Regions from separate parts of the Mus musculus genome. Here all the other regions are linked to region 1. Evidence: chromatin contacts called from public Hi-C data. All regions are on one chromosome and are shown on one strand. Each heading gives the region's core, a stretch centred on a gene start, on an enhancer-like site or on the middle of the called end of the contact. The rest is flanking DNA. Distances are from core to core; before and after follow the strand shown. Region 1 holds the start of St6galnac5 (ST6 (alpha-N-acetyl-neuraminyl-2,3-beta-galactosyl-1,3)-N-acetylgalactosaminide alpha-2,6-sialyltransferase 5). Region 2 overlaps St6galnac5 (ST6 (alpha-N-acetyl-neuraminyl-2,3-beta-galactosyl-1,3)-N-acetylgalactosaminide alpha-2,6-sialyltransferase 5). Region 3 overlaps Gm52620 (a long non-coding RNA gene). Region 4 overlaps St6galnac5 (ST6 (alpha-N-acetyl-neuraminyl-2,3-beta-galactosyl-1,3)-N-acetylgalactosaminide alpha-2,6-sialyltransferase 5).

Region 1 (2,961 bases), core at 364-2,863:
CAATGTGCCGCCATGAGCTTAAGTCATAAATACGATGTCTCTCTTTGGCAGCGCAGAATATATGAGAAGTGTTTTATCGGTTGCTGGGCAGCTTGCTAGACGGAGGAGAACAATCTGAGGAAGGCAGGGGCTTCGTCTGGCTGCATCTCGAAAGCCGTGTTGGAGAAACACAGATAATCTGCTTGCAATGATTCATCAAGTTGGTCCTTTGTTTCATTAATTTGAGTGTCAAGTGCAGCCATACAATAAAGAATTGCCAAGACCCGATAAGATTCTCCTCTGCCTGCTGCCTTGCCTGTCCAGACAACGGGCACTATTCATGCCCACAGCACACATTGAATAAATAGCTAACCGCACTGCTGGCAGTATCGGATAGTATTTCCAATTTTTGTGTTTTCCTCGAAAGGCTCCATGGTGTGTGCTTCTGTCTCCTGGATGCTCATTACTGAACCAATAATTTTAACTTTGTTAATAGAGTTTGGACATGGGCCTCATACGTTAAAAATAGTCCCCGTTGTGCCATCCATCCAGCGGTAGATTAGAGAAGATTAAAGGGGGAGTTGCAAGGGCTCTCACTGTGCCTGCCCATGGTTCAGGTGGCCTGCTGATCGTTCTTAATGTGATCTTCAACCTCACACGGCTACATGTACAGTGTTAAGAGAGACATTAAGACGACTATGTTCACTGAATAATGTCACGTGGCTGAAATACGTTTTCAGCTAAATTAGAGGTTTAACAAATGCTTGCTCTAATTAGATGTAGGGACAAGAGCATACTTAGAGCAGGCTACTGATCTGAACTCAGCACTGAACAATGATCCAGCTTTTAACTGGAATCCAGGTCCTGATTGTGAAAGTATACGCCACCAGTGCCCCAGACAGCAGGAGGGACGAATCACAGCCTTCAGGATCCTAGGATGCGAGATCACTTTTTATCTTCAACAGCTAATATTTCTTCACTGACATTAGGAAGACTCTACAGTTCACGGTTAATCACATGAATGGGATGCACCGAGTGTTTCCAAAACTTTAAAATCATTTAAATGAGCACCAGGGACTTCGCAGGTTGAGTAGAAATATAAATTGTGTTCTTGGGAGCAAATGATGAATGAAGCCATTTGCATGGAAGGGTACGGTCCAAGGGAAGCAGGAGACTAATGATTTGTCAAAGCAGAATTAGGGAGGGAAAGGACATTTGAAAACAACTAGAAATTATTACAGCGGCGTAATTTTTAAGGAAAACAATCCCATGATCACATTTGCCAGGCTGTAAACACAAATGCAAATTTAAAGAGATCGATTGACATTTGGGAGGCTAACTTGTTTCTTTATTAAAATCACAAACCTGAAAATTTAGTAAATTTTCAAATGGCTACCGTGTTCAGGATCAAACTGGATTCTGCGTCCTTTTAACTTGACAGCCCCATTCAAAGATAATAAATCTTCAAACTAAGGAATGGGTGCACCTTTATGGTAACAGTCTTGCCCCAGAAATTCCACTTCACTGAGAAGATGGTTTGGGGGTTGGGAGGGGGACTGCAGAGGACTCTAGGACCCAGCAGGCGGCGGCAGGCGGCAGTGTGTGGATCGCTAAGACTCGGAGGGTCCGGCTCAGTTTTAATTCTCCTCTAATCTCTGCAACAGCAGCGCTTCCCGGTCCCGCGGCTCCTGCTCCCGCTCAGCTGCCGTCACTGCCAGGTGAGCATCTGAGCAGCCTCCGCCCCATCACCCACCATGGACAACCTCCAAGAAAAAGTGGCTCCGGACGCGCTTGCCTGAGAATTCCGCACAAAAGAGGAGCCCAAAATGAAGACCCTGATGGTGAGTCTGTTGTTCCAACTCTGCCAAGCAGAGGCAAAGACCCCTGGGATTCTGGGTCTCCTAGACCGTTGGGGAAGCCTCTCCGGGTATCTATCTCTGTGCCAAGAGGTCACCTGTCATTGGTGACAACTTTCTACCTGGCTTGGAATCCGGGATGGGCGCTAGGGATGCCTGGGCTCCTGGATCTTTAGCGAGTGATCCAAGGGGCGACTGGAGAGCAGAGGAGCAGGCTGACCTCTCCAGGGATGGAGGGTGTCCCACTGTGACCGCTGGGCACAAACTCAGAGGGGCGGGGAGGAAGCACCATCTTTGACTTTCTTGGTTTTCTTGTCGGATTTCAAACTTAGCGGGGATCTCTGCAGGAAGCCTCAGGGGGGCGAGAAGAGAGGGTGTTTGGAGGGCTGGAATCCGAGCAGCTTAGGTGGAGTCTAGATCCTCCTTCCCAAAGTACCCTGGGCGGACGCGCTCACCCTTGCACTGGTCACCGCGCGCCACCTGCCCTCCACTGTGAGACGCGGGCTGTGAGCAGCGATGCAGGAGCATCCCTGACGGGTGCGCAAGACCGTGTCACCTCTGCTCTCTGGCTGCTGGGAAGGCTGGGGCGGATGCTCCGGACTTGTGCTTGGTGCCAATAAGGAGCCAAGCTTCCCTGGTGCACCCTGAGCCACTGTCTTCTGCTCTCTCTCCCCCGCCCGCCTGCAGCGCCATGGTCTGGCAGTGTGTTTAGTGCTCACTACCATGTGCACCAGCTTGTTGCTCGTGTACAGCAGCCTCGGCAGCCAGAAGGAGCGGCCCCCGCAGCAGCAGCAGCAGCAGCAGCAGCAGCAGCAGGCGGCAACCGCGACTGGCAGCACGCAGCTTGTGGAGAGCAGTCCCCAGCCACGTAGAACCGCCCCCGCAGGACCCCGGCAGCTCGAAGGATACCTCGGTGTAGCAGACCACAAGGTGACAGCTTGTGCGCCGTCCTTCCCACCCGCCGCTCAGCCTGGGCACTCTGTACCCCTGATCCTTCCTCCTTCCTGGGGTAGTGAGCCACCAGAGCAGCTGTTAGTTTGGGGGAGCAGGAAGGTGGTACACCAGTTAGGGCAGGAAGGGCTGCATGCTAGTTGTGACTTTCTATTCCAAGAAGGATGCAAAGTTT
Region 2 (2,977 bases), core at 193-2,692, 110 kb after region 1:
GGACAAGTGTATGAGACTGGCCAGGAGAGGGTCCGGGGCACTGGGACAAACACCTGATCCGCAGGCAGTAAACCTGCTGCTGGGTCCCACGGGGCTATGAACACCAGGGATATCACCCTGTGGAGGCTCTGAGGCTTTGATGGAAGCAAGATGGCCTTACGCTTGTGTGAATTGCTCAAACCACTGTTTTTATCATGTATAGGGTGAGAGAAGGTCCTTTAGGGAAGACTTGGTAAATCCCCACTGTGTAGGAAGCTGCAAAGACCCTGTGCAGAAGCACTCCCGCCTAGTGGGGAGAGCCTGTGACTTTCTAACCCACAGTGTCCACTGCTAGGACAGACCCTGCCTTCATTTGTAAAGCAAAAGGCTTGACTCACCCTAAACTCTTCCAATCTTAATCCTGATTATAGATACATACACATTGTAAAACTCCCGTGATACCTCATCAAAGATGCCCGTCAGCTGGGGCAGTATTTGTTTTGCTTTCGATTGTAGATTTCCCTTCCCTTAGACAACATAAGAGAGAAAGAAGAGTCTATCAGACGGCCTTCTCCTCTTTTCTGTTAGTATACAAAATAAAAGAAATAGTTGACTTAAGATTTTTTTAAAATGCTCAGTTTTGAATGTCTGTGGTCATGGTACCTTCCTGCTCTTGGGCTTGGAGGGAGGAAGTCCTGCGTGGCATAACACGTAACCGAGAAGCCACCCATCTCTCCTGTCAGCTGAAAATCAACGAGAGAATAGGAAGAGTTAGATACCCAAGAGTCTCCTCAAGAGTATGCAACCAAAGACCCTATCCCCTCAGGGTTCCTCAGACTGCCACCAGTTATGAGTAGTTAGTTCTATAAGCTTCGGACCAAACTTCAGACCAAGCCACACCACACACACACACAAACACTTGCATTCACACATAATTAACTAATTATGATGTCCTGCATTGGCCATGTGTCGAATATTCTTGGAAATCATTTGACTTCTTGTCTTGGGATGACAATTAGGAAAAGTGACATGGCTGCCCCAGGTTGAACACTGGTGAACACTAGCCATGGGTCCTTCCCTGCCACCTGGGTCCTTCCCCCTCATCTGGGTCCTTCCCCACACCTGGGTCCTTCCCCCTCACCTGGCTCCTTCCCCCTCAGCTGGGTCTTCCCCCTCAAGTGATCACTGGCGTTAGTCCCCTATCACTTTCTAATGTCTGATTTTACAGGCTTCCAGAAGGCAGAGACTTCAGAGCCACCCTGACTTACAGGACAGCAAAGAGATCACTTGACAGATGAGTGTGACATGTCAGAAGGGAGCCAGGGACGCAGGCTAAGAAAAGACTTGGGCGGCCCTGGCTCTGCCAACTGGACAGATGGCTTCTTCAAAGCCCCCGGGAAACAGTGAAGCCACATTAATTCTCCTGAGCTTCTGGGAGGAGAGCAAGCCACCCCTCCTTAAACTGTTCCATTGTGTAGAAATTGCATCCTCTGGGTGACAGGGCAGAGGGCGGATCCACCCAGACATTCCCAATGTCATTTATTAGGGGCAATCTTGGTGTCACAGAACATTGAAAGGCGTGTTATTTTCTCCACATAGGACCTATGAAAGAAGAAAGAGGTCTGCTTTGTCAGCTGAGTGGAGAGAGGGGACATAGGGTTTGCTGTCACCACAGAAGTGCTTGGTGACACTCGACAGGAGTAAGCTTTGTTCTCCTGTTTCCATTCTTATGACACTGAGATGGAAATTGCTTCCAAAGGGAGAACGGAAGTTATGGAAGCTTGCATCTTTATAAGTGTAGGAGTAGCGAGTCAGAAGCAGTTTGAGCAGACCATCTGGAGCGTCAGCCAGCCCCACCCTGCTGGAACTTTCACACCGAGCTTGCAGGTGACCCAGCTCTGTGGACAAGTCAGGCCTACGCACTTGGTTCTCTGTAGTCTATAAGTAGTAGAAGGTTCCAGAAATGTCTGTCCTGATTTCAATTGCAGCCTTTAGGGTGTGCATTCCCTTCTGCTGGAAACCAGCCTGGACACCCTGTTGACTCAGTCAGTGGTTGTTGAACGTTCTTTGATCCAAGCATGGTAGTATGTGACCAGAATCCCAACAACTAGAGAAGGTGAGGCAGGCTGATCACCAGTCCCCATGAGTTTGAGACCAGCCTAGGCAACCTAGCATGGTGTTTTGTCACCCAAATAGAAGGATGTGACAAATCCTCATAGCCACAGGAATTTAGGAGTGTCTGGTGTGTCATGTTATCTGTCCAAATTCTTACCTTATTATTCCATCTCTGTAAACAGAAAGGTCTTACACTCAAGTTACAGATATTCGCACATGCTGGCCAGTGTAACACTTCAGCACAAACATCTAGACAATATTCTGCATTAAAATACTGTTAGACCGAGTTCATAGCACTAAAATAATGCAAGACATTGAGCCAAGGATCTGAATTTTGCCGATGATGAACTAACAGTCCTGATAAGACTGGAGGGGGCTATGTCAACAATTAGACAGGTATGGTCTTCTTCGTAGTCCTGATTGCATTGAAGAAAAGTGTCTTTCAGAGGATTACCCTGTCTTCACATTTAAAATGACCTTAATATGGTTCTGAGAGGCCCTAGAGTGTGAGGAAGTTACAACATTTTGTTTGTTTGTTTGTTTGTTTGATCTTCCTTCCTGTTGCAGATGTGTAGTCTGGGGAAGGGTAGAGGTTTATGTCAGTTACTTCAGGTAGCATTCAAACTTCCCCAAGCTTGGTGAAAACCACAGGAGTCATAGGTTTGTAATTACAACTTCTAAGAGCTGACCAGATGCAGCAAGGCGGGCCTCAGACCCGCTATCACATCTCATCACCCCCCTACCCCTACCCCCAATGATGAGTGCCCATGCTGGCTGAGAGCAGGGACTTCAGGGGAGCTGTGGGTAGGGATTCCTCCAAGTGGCCTCTGAGTTTCCTGAGCTTTCTCCCAGCATGGCTGCCAGACACTGGAGCTAAGGAGCT
Region 3 (3,114 bases), core at 47-2,546, 120 kb before region 1:
AGTCTTACCTCTTAGAGAAGAGATTTGGACTGTTCTCTCAGCATTCCTTAGAGTTCCCAGTCCACTCTCAGATAACTTGGTCTATACTGTTCTCTTGCAGCTCAAAGTCTGTCTATTCATATTCTACTCAGATCAACTTTGTAATTTTTGGCAGTGGCCGAGGCATTGACAGAGGTATGCAAAGATTAATGTATAAAAGTAACATATCCGCTTGATTTAATTCTCATCTCATAGGCTTACTGCCTCCATCTGCTAACCTTGGCCTAGTCCTGGAAGGTTCTAGCTTCCATACAATGTAAACTAGGCCTAGAATGTTTTCAGCCTCTGAGACTCCTGAATAAGCTCTTTCCTTTCTAGTTCCTTCTGTTCTCTGGTTGGCTGACTCAACTCCGCTGTTCTGGCTCAAACTTCTCTCCAAGCTAACTGATTCAATCTGGCTTCTCTCTTGGCCTCTGACTTTTTTCTCTCTGCTTGGCCACTAATTCTGGCAATCTGTTCTAATCTTCTGGCTTCTTCTCATTCTCTGGCTTGATCTGTCTTCACCTGTGCCTAGTTGTTCTCTCTTCAACCTGTCTCTAGAAATCTTTCCTGGTAAAACTGCCTCCTCTCCTCTCGCTGCTGTCTCTTAAGGAGTCTCACTTTTCTGTCTGTTCTTGTGAGAGTTGTGTATACCCTATTCTGTCAACTCTTTCTCTGATTTGTCTATTTGTCTGCCACTCTATTAGATATCACTTTCAAACATGGGGGCTTCCTTCCAAAAACTAATTTTACCTTTATTGTTTGGTATTAAAGATGTGTGCTAAGGCTGAGCCTCACTACAACTAGGAACAGCTTTTTCCAGTAAACAACACCATCTTGGGGTTCACAGTTGTGATAAACTATCCTGCAACATGAATGAGCTATGGTGCATGCTCTCAAAAACTGATTCCAAGGTTTCTAAATATAATACAACACAAAGTAAAATTTATTTCAGTGGCATTTACAGGAAGAAGCCACAGAAGGACAGTGTTGGGAGCCTCAGGTAGTGCCACGTGACATTAGGATGCATGACTCCACTGAAAATAACAGCTGATTCTGACTTACAGGAGGGGAGAGTGGATTCAATAACAGGGTACAGAGTATTGTTTAAAATTCTGGGAGAGCCGGGCATGTTGGCTCCACCGACTACAGCATGTCCAAAATCACACAATGCAAAGATGTTCTGATGAAGCCAGCAGAGCGGGCACAGAGTCTGTGATGAGTTCTTCCAACCAATCCAGAACCAGCCTCTCTGCCTCTGAAAACTGGCTGCTGCCTCTCTCCAGAGAAGTGTGGGCACAGCCCTGCAACACAGCCCTGCTCTGTCCCTTGCCAGCAGGCAGCTCCGAGCACGCTCTGGCTGTCTCTCTTTGCCAAAGAACAGATCATACATCCATACCTTGGCCTCCAAGTTTGGGGAAACAATTGTGTTGTTTTCAGTTTCTCTAATTAAAAGCTATCTTTTCTGACAATCAGATTGGACACACATATACATACCCACACTCACACATTCTAAAGTATGTTCAGACATCAGGGTGGGCAGCATTCAGTGAACTAGTTCACTCCATTGATCAAGTTGTATTGGCAACCCAGCTGAAGGGGAGGAGATCTTTGATGTGATCAGCCCATTTTGGCCCCAGTGTCCACTTCCATTTGTTCAATGAGATAATGGCTTGGTTTTTTATCACTTATTCCCATCCTGTGGTCTCTTTTATCTTAGAACATTTTGCAGTCTCCCGTAGTGAGCTGGTCTAATCCTGGATGCTCAAATTTATTTAATCATGATATTTTTTTTATTTGTGCCCAGGAATATAAACAAGGCTTTATTAAAAGAGTCAATCTAACTTAAGTGGTGGTGGGGAGGGATAATTCTTTTAAATTAGAAGATAGTGTGGGAGAAAAGTAGGTTTTATAGCTTGTGTTTTCAAAAGGACAACTGGGTATAATACTTTAGAGGTGTGTGGTTCCTCTCACAAGTAGGATTCCTATGAACTATTGATTTAGATGCAGTGTAATCAACCATTTTTTTCTGGTAATAATCAATAGAAAGACAATAAACATGATAATATAGAATTATTTGGGGTCAAGGAACAAAGAAGAAATTCTCCCCACGCATTTAGCAAGCTGCTGTGGACCAGGACTTCCCCCAAAGGGCTCCGATTCACTAACAGACACCCCTTTAATTTCTTCTGACCACCAAGTAAGAAGCTTCGAGTAATTAAGTGGGATTTAAAGCAAACGGTCACAAAGCACAGTGCGTGCTCTGAGCTTCAGACTCTTACAGCTGTGGTCACCTGATGTTGTAACAGGACTCTGTAGAATATAAAGCCCTACGTATCTGTCCACCCATCCCAGTTCCCATTCCAATAGCCCTGCTGTAGCCACAGGCACACAGACAAATGGCCAGGGGCTACATTTTTACCAGCAAGCCACCATCTAATCTATCACAAATTGAATGTCAGGCCAAGCTCTGCAGGGTAAGGCACTTCCCCCCAAACCTGATTACCTCAGTTGGATTCCCAAGACCCACATCATAGAATAAGAAAACCAATTCCTGTATGTCATCCTCTGACCTCTATATGCCTGCAGAGGTGTGTGCACCTATGTGAGCATGCACTCACATGTATGCACACACGTAAGCACACACATGTACATGCATATACACATATGCGCAGGCACACACTCACATGCACAAAATAAACACAAGAGTTTTTAAAAAATTGTATGCCATGAGTACAGTTTCATTCTATTTCTCTGTCTGTGGATTCCTATCCTTTCTCACAGACCTCTGGCCTTGTGCTCATGCTTGCCTCTCTAGCTCTGGAGCCCTGGTCTACACTCAGTGGTATCCCCACTCAGCAACTGGAGAGCCTTCTGGAATACTGGTTCCCTCCCCCTCCCCTCCCCTCCCCTCCTCTCCCCTGTGTGTTCTTTGTGTGTATATTTGGATTTAGACTCATCTGGTTTTTAATTTTGTACTTAATTTTTTACTCACTGAGTAACAAAGTCCTCAGGAAGTTATTTGACCCTTCTATGCTTTGGCCTCTACATCTTAAAATGAAAAATAATTCTTTTCAACATGGAAATTACGGATTA
Region 4 (3,267 bases), core at 302-2,801, 70 kb after region 1:
CCAAACCAGCTTCTACTAATGCCTCATCATGGGTCGTTCTAGTAATGATTCAAGGTCAAAACAATGGCTCACTTGTTAATGGCAGGTTAACATAGAGAATGAAAATGAAACCAAGTTTATAATGCAAAAACTTTCTTTAAAAGTATTTTGTCTGTAGGAGTGTTTGGCCTGTATCTATATCTGTGCACCATGTATGCCTGGTGCCCAAAGAGGCCAGAGGAGGCCATCAGAACCCTGGACTGGAGTTAGAAATGGTTGAAAGCCACTGTGTAAGTACTGGGAACTGAACTCGGGTTCACGGAAAGAGCAACAAGTGCTTTCAACCACAGGGCCATCTTTCCCGCCCCAGAATTTGTTAATTTTTTAAAATTTCATTATAATTACCCAAAGTTTGGGATGAATACATTTCATACCTCCAGATTAATAATAATGTAAAAGTCCCCAGCCTAACAGCAATGACTTGTAGCTTTTAAAAATACCTCAACTATATCTGAAAATAAGCAAAAATTAATCTCTCTGAGATGACTGAAATGCCGAGCTTATCAGGGTTACGAAAACAGTTTAAAGCGTTGACAGTTCACAGCGCAAAACCATCCAGTGTTTAAAGTTTCATTTTCATCCTTAAAACTTCTTCTTGTATCCACTTAAAGAGAACGGAGATGACAGAAGCTCAGGGAACTCCGAGCAGAATGGAGCGTAAGGGGACACACCCACTTCCCCACCAACCATCTGCCCAGAACCAGTGCATTTGCACTCCCAAACCAGACAGCCAAGAGGACACAGCGGTCAGAATCCAGCCTCCGTGCTCTCCTCAGATGAGGTGGGCTTTGTAGACTAGAATAAAAAGCCAGGGTGGGGTAGGTAATGATTCGGTTACAAATAAGGCCCAAGGGGTAGAGTTGTCTTTGCACTGTAGACCAGAGTCATCAGACAGCCCTTTCCCATATGGTGGTAGCCTGTGAGGTTGCTGTGGAAGAGCTGGACATTAGCACCAGGCATGTCAGCAAGCCCAGGTTCATAAGTGACTTACGACACTCACTCTCACAGTCTACTGATGGAGAAACAACTCAGTCACCTGACCCCAAATGAGCAAGGAAGATTCCAGAGCGATATAGGGGATTTGATGGTTACCAGGCTCCGCCATGGGAGACTTCCTGTCTCCCCCGTGGTCAACCTGCCTCAGCACTTATCGGTGTTCCTCCCTCAGGTACACTGTGGGCCTCAGACCCTGCAGTAGCCATGTCTCTCCAAAGAAAAGAAAATTCCAGAGAAAAGGAGACAGAAGAAAAACACCGGCTTACGCACAATGCCCCAACAGAATTGCAGGCTGGTACTTCTACTTAAGAGCAAGAAGTCAGAGGAAGAAAAGCACAGTGAGAGGCGGAACCACTGAACCACAAATTCGTGCTTACTCTACTGAAATGAGAATACAAGCGAGAAAAGCTTTCTCCTCCCCCCTCCCTGCCCCGCCCCACTCGACTAGCCTATGCAAGTGTGAGAGCATAGACTCTCCACTGGCCTGATCATCACGTCTTACAGGGCTCCGACTGCTGAGCCAATTCACGTTCTACTGCGTCTTCTGTGGCATGTAGTCACCGACACACGACGCCTTCTGGGCTCATCCAACCAGCTTTCTGAAAGCCTCCCAGGTGCCAGGCCTCATGCCGACTTGTTCCCGGGACTGTCCTCTCACAGAGCTGGTGTCAAGGGAGGGGCCCCTGAGTCATGACAGGAAACACATTTCAGGAAACACAACCACATTCTTTGTCTCCCATGACCTGCCACCACAGGGTGCTGAGTAGGTCCTTAAGCACAAGAGAAAAAGACCTCGAGCACCAGTTGCTCCCGTTCTAGGATTCTGCAACACACAGCCTAATGACAACAGCTTTGCTCTTCACACAGGAGTGAAGAATTAGAAAGTGTGTTTCTCTCCCCAAGCTCCCGTCAACGCTTTCCCCAACAGTCTTGATCAATCAGACCTTATTTCAGGACTGGGGGCCAGAAGGGTTAGAAGGTTCTACATGCTGCCTATTTGGGGCTCACTTTTGTCTTCGTCCCTTGTGGATGGTCCTGGGGAAGGTGGGACACATTTTCAGCTGGGTTTCCAGAACCTATGCTGTCCATGCCAAATTCTACTTCTAACTCTGTGACCTTGTAGCTGTCCTCTGGTCTCTCTGAGATGAAGTTCCCTCATGTGTAAAATCAAATGTTTAGACTAGACAAGGGCTCTTCCAACTGTAACCGTGTGGTTCTGGCATCTGTCTCCCTGCCTCTGTAATTGAGGCCACTGGTCCCGTGACCTGAGGTGTCTGCAGGGAGGATGAGTTGGAGAAGTGTCACTAGGTTGATCAGCTGGAGAGGCGTCCCTCCCACAGAATCAGCTAAGAGAAAAACCATCAGGTGTGTCCCCTCTGTAACTCTCCGGCATTGCATTTTCCTCTCAAAATGCCCAAACAGCCATTGAGATCATAAACTGAAGGCCATAACCATTCTATAGTCAGCATTTGCCAAAGTGCAGTGGCCCTATATCTGTGCACTCACCAATACATCTCCAAGATGGCCGAGTAGTCCACACTGAGCCCGAGTCCATGGGCCTGTCACTGAGAGCCCAGATCAAACTGAGGGACCTGACTCAAAACAGCAATGTGCAATCATAGTCTCAATCATAGGAGTGCAGAGAGGCTCAGCCCTGTCCCCAAGTCCATACCCATCTGACTAACCCAAGGTCATGCACACAGGCTCAAGGTCACGGACAGAGGTGAGAGAGATATTGCATCTCTGACTTCCAGGCCAGGTCCTCCACCAGGCTACACCAGATATTCATGGGCATACAGGAACCTAAAACTCTGTCAGTATAGTGACAGTGACATGCTCACGATAGTGCTGATGATTGTCATTGTATATACAGTACAGGTGTACTAACTGTACTTCACACAGATTGTAGTTCATCAATTGCATGTATAACTTTTTAGTATTATTCACAACTTACAGACAAGAGAGCAGAGGGTGCAAGAGATAACTAACTAGCATTCTTTGATGATAGATTATTAGACTAGTCTACTGAGCCAGACCTCTTAAAGTTTCTACTGTATACAGGCAATAAATTAGTGATTCTGATGAAATTTAGAGCCAAATTTTCTCCCAAAGAAATGACAGTGTTATATGACAAAAGCAGCAAACATGAGTTATATAATATGGTGAGGGAGACGCGGAACCTACGTTAGGAGATAAGACTGCATTGGAAAGCTGGTGACAGACAAGACAGGG

Evidence for each region. A called contact is a pair of places that touch in the nucleus more often than the background predicts.
Region 2: a contact with region 1 is called in a Hi-C map of cerebral cortex, with 3 times the contacts expected there. The contact joins the enhancer-like site here to the promoter of St6galnac5 in region 1. A contact is called at or near these places in 4 of 39 promoter capture datasets (the C10 cell line, HPC-7-derived erythroid cells, embryonic stem cells and 1 more), 2 of 15 datasets of contacts at CTCF or cohesin (CD8 T cells and large pre-B cells), 3 of 484 Hi-C or Micro-C datasets (the N1E-115 cell line, cerebral cortex and nephron progenitors) and 3 of 9 other capture datasets (adipose tissue, liver and macrophages).
Region 3: a contact with region 1 is called in a Hi-C map of cerebral cortex, with 4 times the contacts expected there. The contact joins the enhancer-like site here to the promoter of St6galnac5 in region 1. A contact is called at or near these places in 1 of 39 promoter capture datasets (second pharyngeal arch cranial neural crest), 2 of 484 Hi-C or Micro-C datasets (cerebral cortex and nephron progenitors), 2 of 115 datasets of contacts at active chromatin or transcription factors (embryonic forebrain and forebrain) and 2 of 9 other capture datasets (liver and pancreatic islet).
Region 4: a contact with region 1 is called in a Hi-C map of hematopoietic stem and progenitor cells, with 1.5 times the contacts expected there. The contact joins the enhancer-like site here to the promoter of St6galnac5 in region 1. A contact is called at or near these places in 3 of 39 promoter capture datasets (the 3T3-L1 cell line, the HPC-7 cell line and liver), 8 of 484 Hi-C or Micro-C datasets (CD4 T cells, CD8 T cells, LSK cells and 4 more), 5 of 115 datasets of contacts at active chromatin or transcription factors (CD8 T cells, the HPC-7 cell line, embryonic hindbrain and 2 more) and 2 of 9 other capture datasets (adipose tissue and liver).

The regions. Positions count from the first base shown.
Region 1 is chr3:152,980,862-152,983,822 of GRCm38.p6, reverse strand. It overlaps St6galnac5 (ST6 (alpha-N-acetyl-neuraminyl-2,3-beta-galactosyl-1,3)-N-acetylgalactosaminide alpha-2,6-sialyltransferase 5), which reads left to right and starts at 1,613. Exons shown (of 5, transcript NM_012028.5): 1 at 1,613-1,820; 2 at 2,523-2,765. The coding sequence starts at 1,806. All of the region lies in intron 3 of Gm46830 (a long non-coding RNA gene), which reads right to left.
Region 2 is chr3:152,866,741-152,869,717 of GRCm38.p6, reverse strand. All of the region lies in intron 2 of St6galnac5 (ST6 (alpha-N-acetyl-neuraminyl-2,3-beta-galactosyl-1,3)-N-acetylgalactosaminide alpha-2,6-sialyltransferase 5), which reads left to right. Among named protein-coding and RNA genes, the nearest start is that of Gm46830, 32 kb to the left of the region's middle. Within about 2 kb of position 1,442, at least 21 of the 459 cell types and tissues checked have an H3K27ac peak or open chromatin away from gene starts, as enhancers often do. A contact at or near this core is called in cerebral cortex, where this site is marked.
Region 3 is chr3:153,103,978-153,107,091 of GRCm38.p6, reverse strand. All of the region lies in intron 1 of Gm52620 (a long non-coding RNA gene), which reads right to left. Among named protein-coding and RNA genes, the nearest start is that of Gm52620, 27 kb to the right of the region's middle. Within about 2 kb of position 1,296, at least 7 of the 459 cell types and tissues checked have an H3K27ac peak or open chromatin away from gene starts, as enhancers often do. A contact at or near this core is called in cerebral cortex, where this site is marked.
Region 4 is chr3:152,910,800-152,914,066 of GRCm38.p6, reverse strand. All of the region lies in intron 2 of St6galnac5 (ST6 (alpha-N-acetyl-neuraminyl-2,3-beta-galactosyl-1,3)-N-acetylgalactosaminide alpha-2,6-sialyltransferase 5), which reads left to right. All of the region lies in intron 2 of Gm46830 (a long non-coding RNA gene), which reads right to left. Among named protein-coding and RNA genes, the nearest start is that of Gm46830, 13 kb to the right of the region's middle. Within about 2 kb of position 1,551, at least 116 of the 459 cell types and tissues checked have an H3K27ac peak or open chromatin away from gene starts, as enhancers often do. A contact at or near this core is called in CD8 T cells, the HPC-7 cell line, adipose tissue and 2 more, where this site is marked.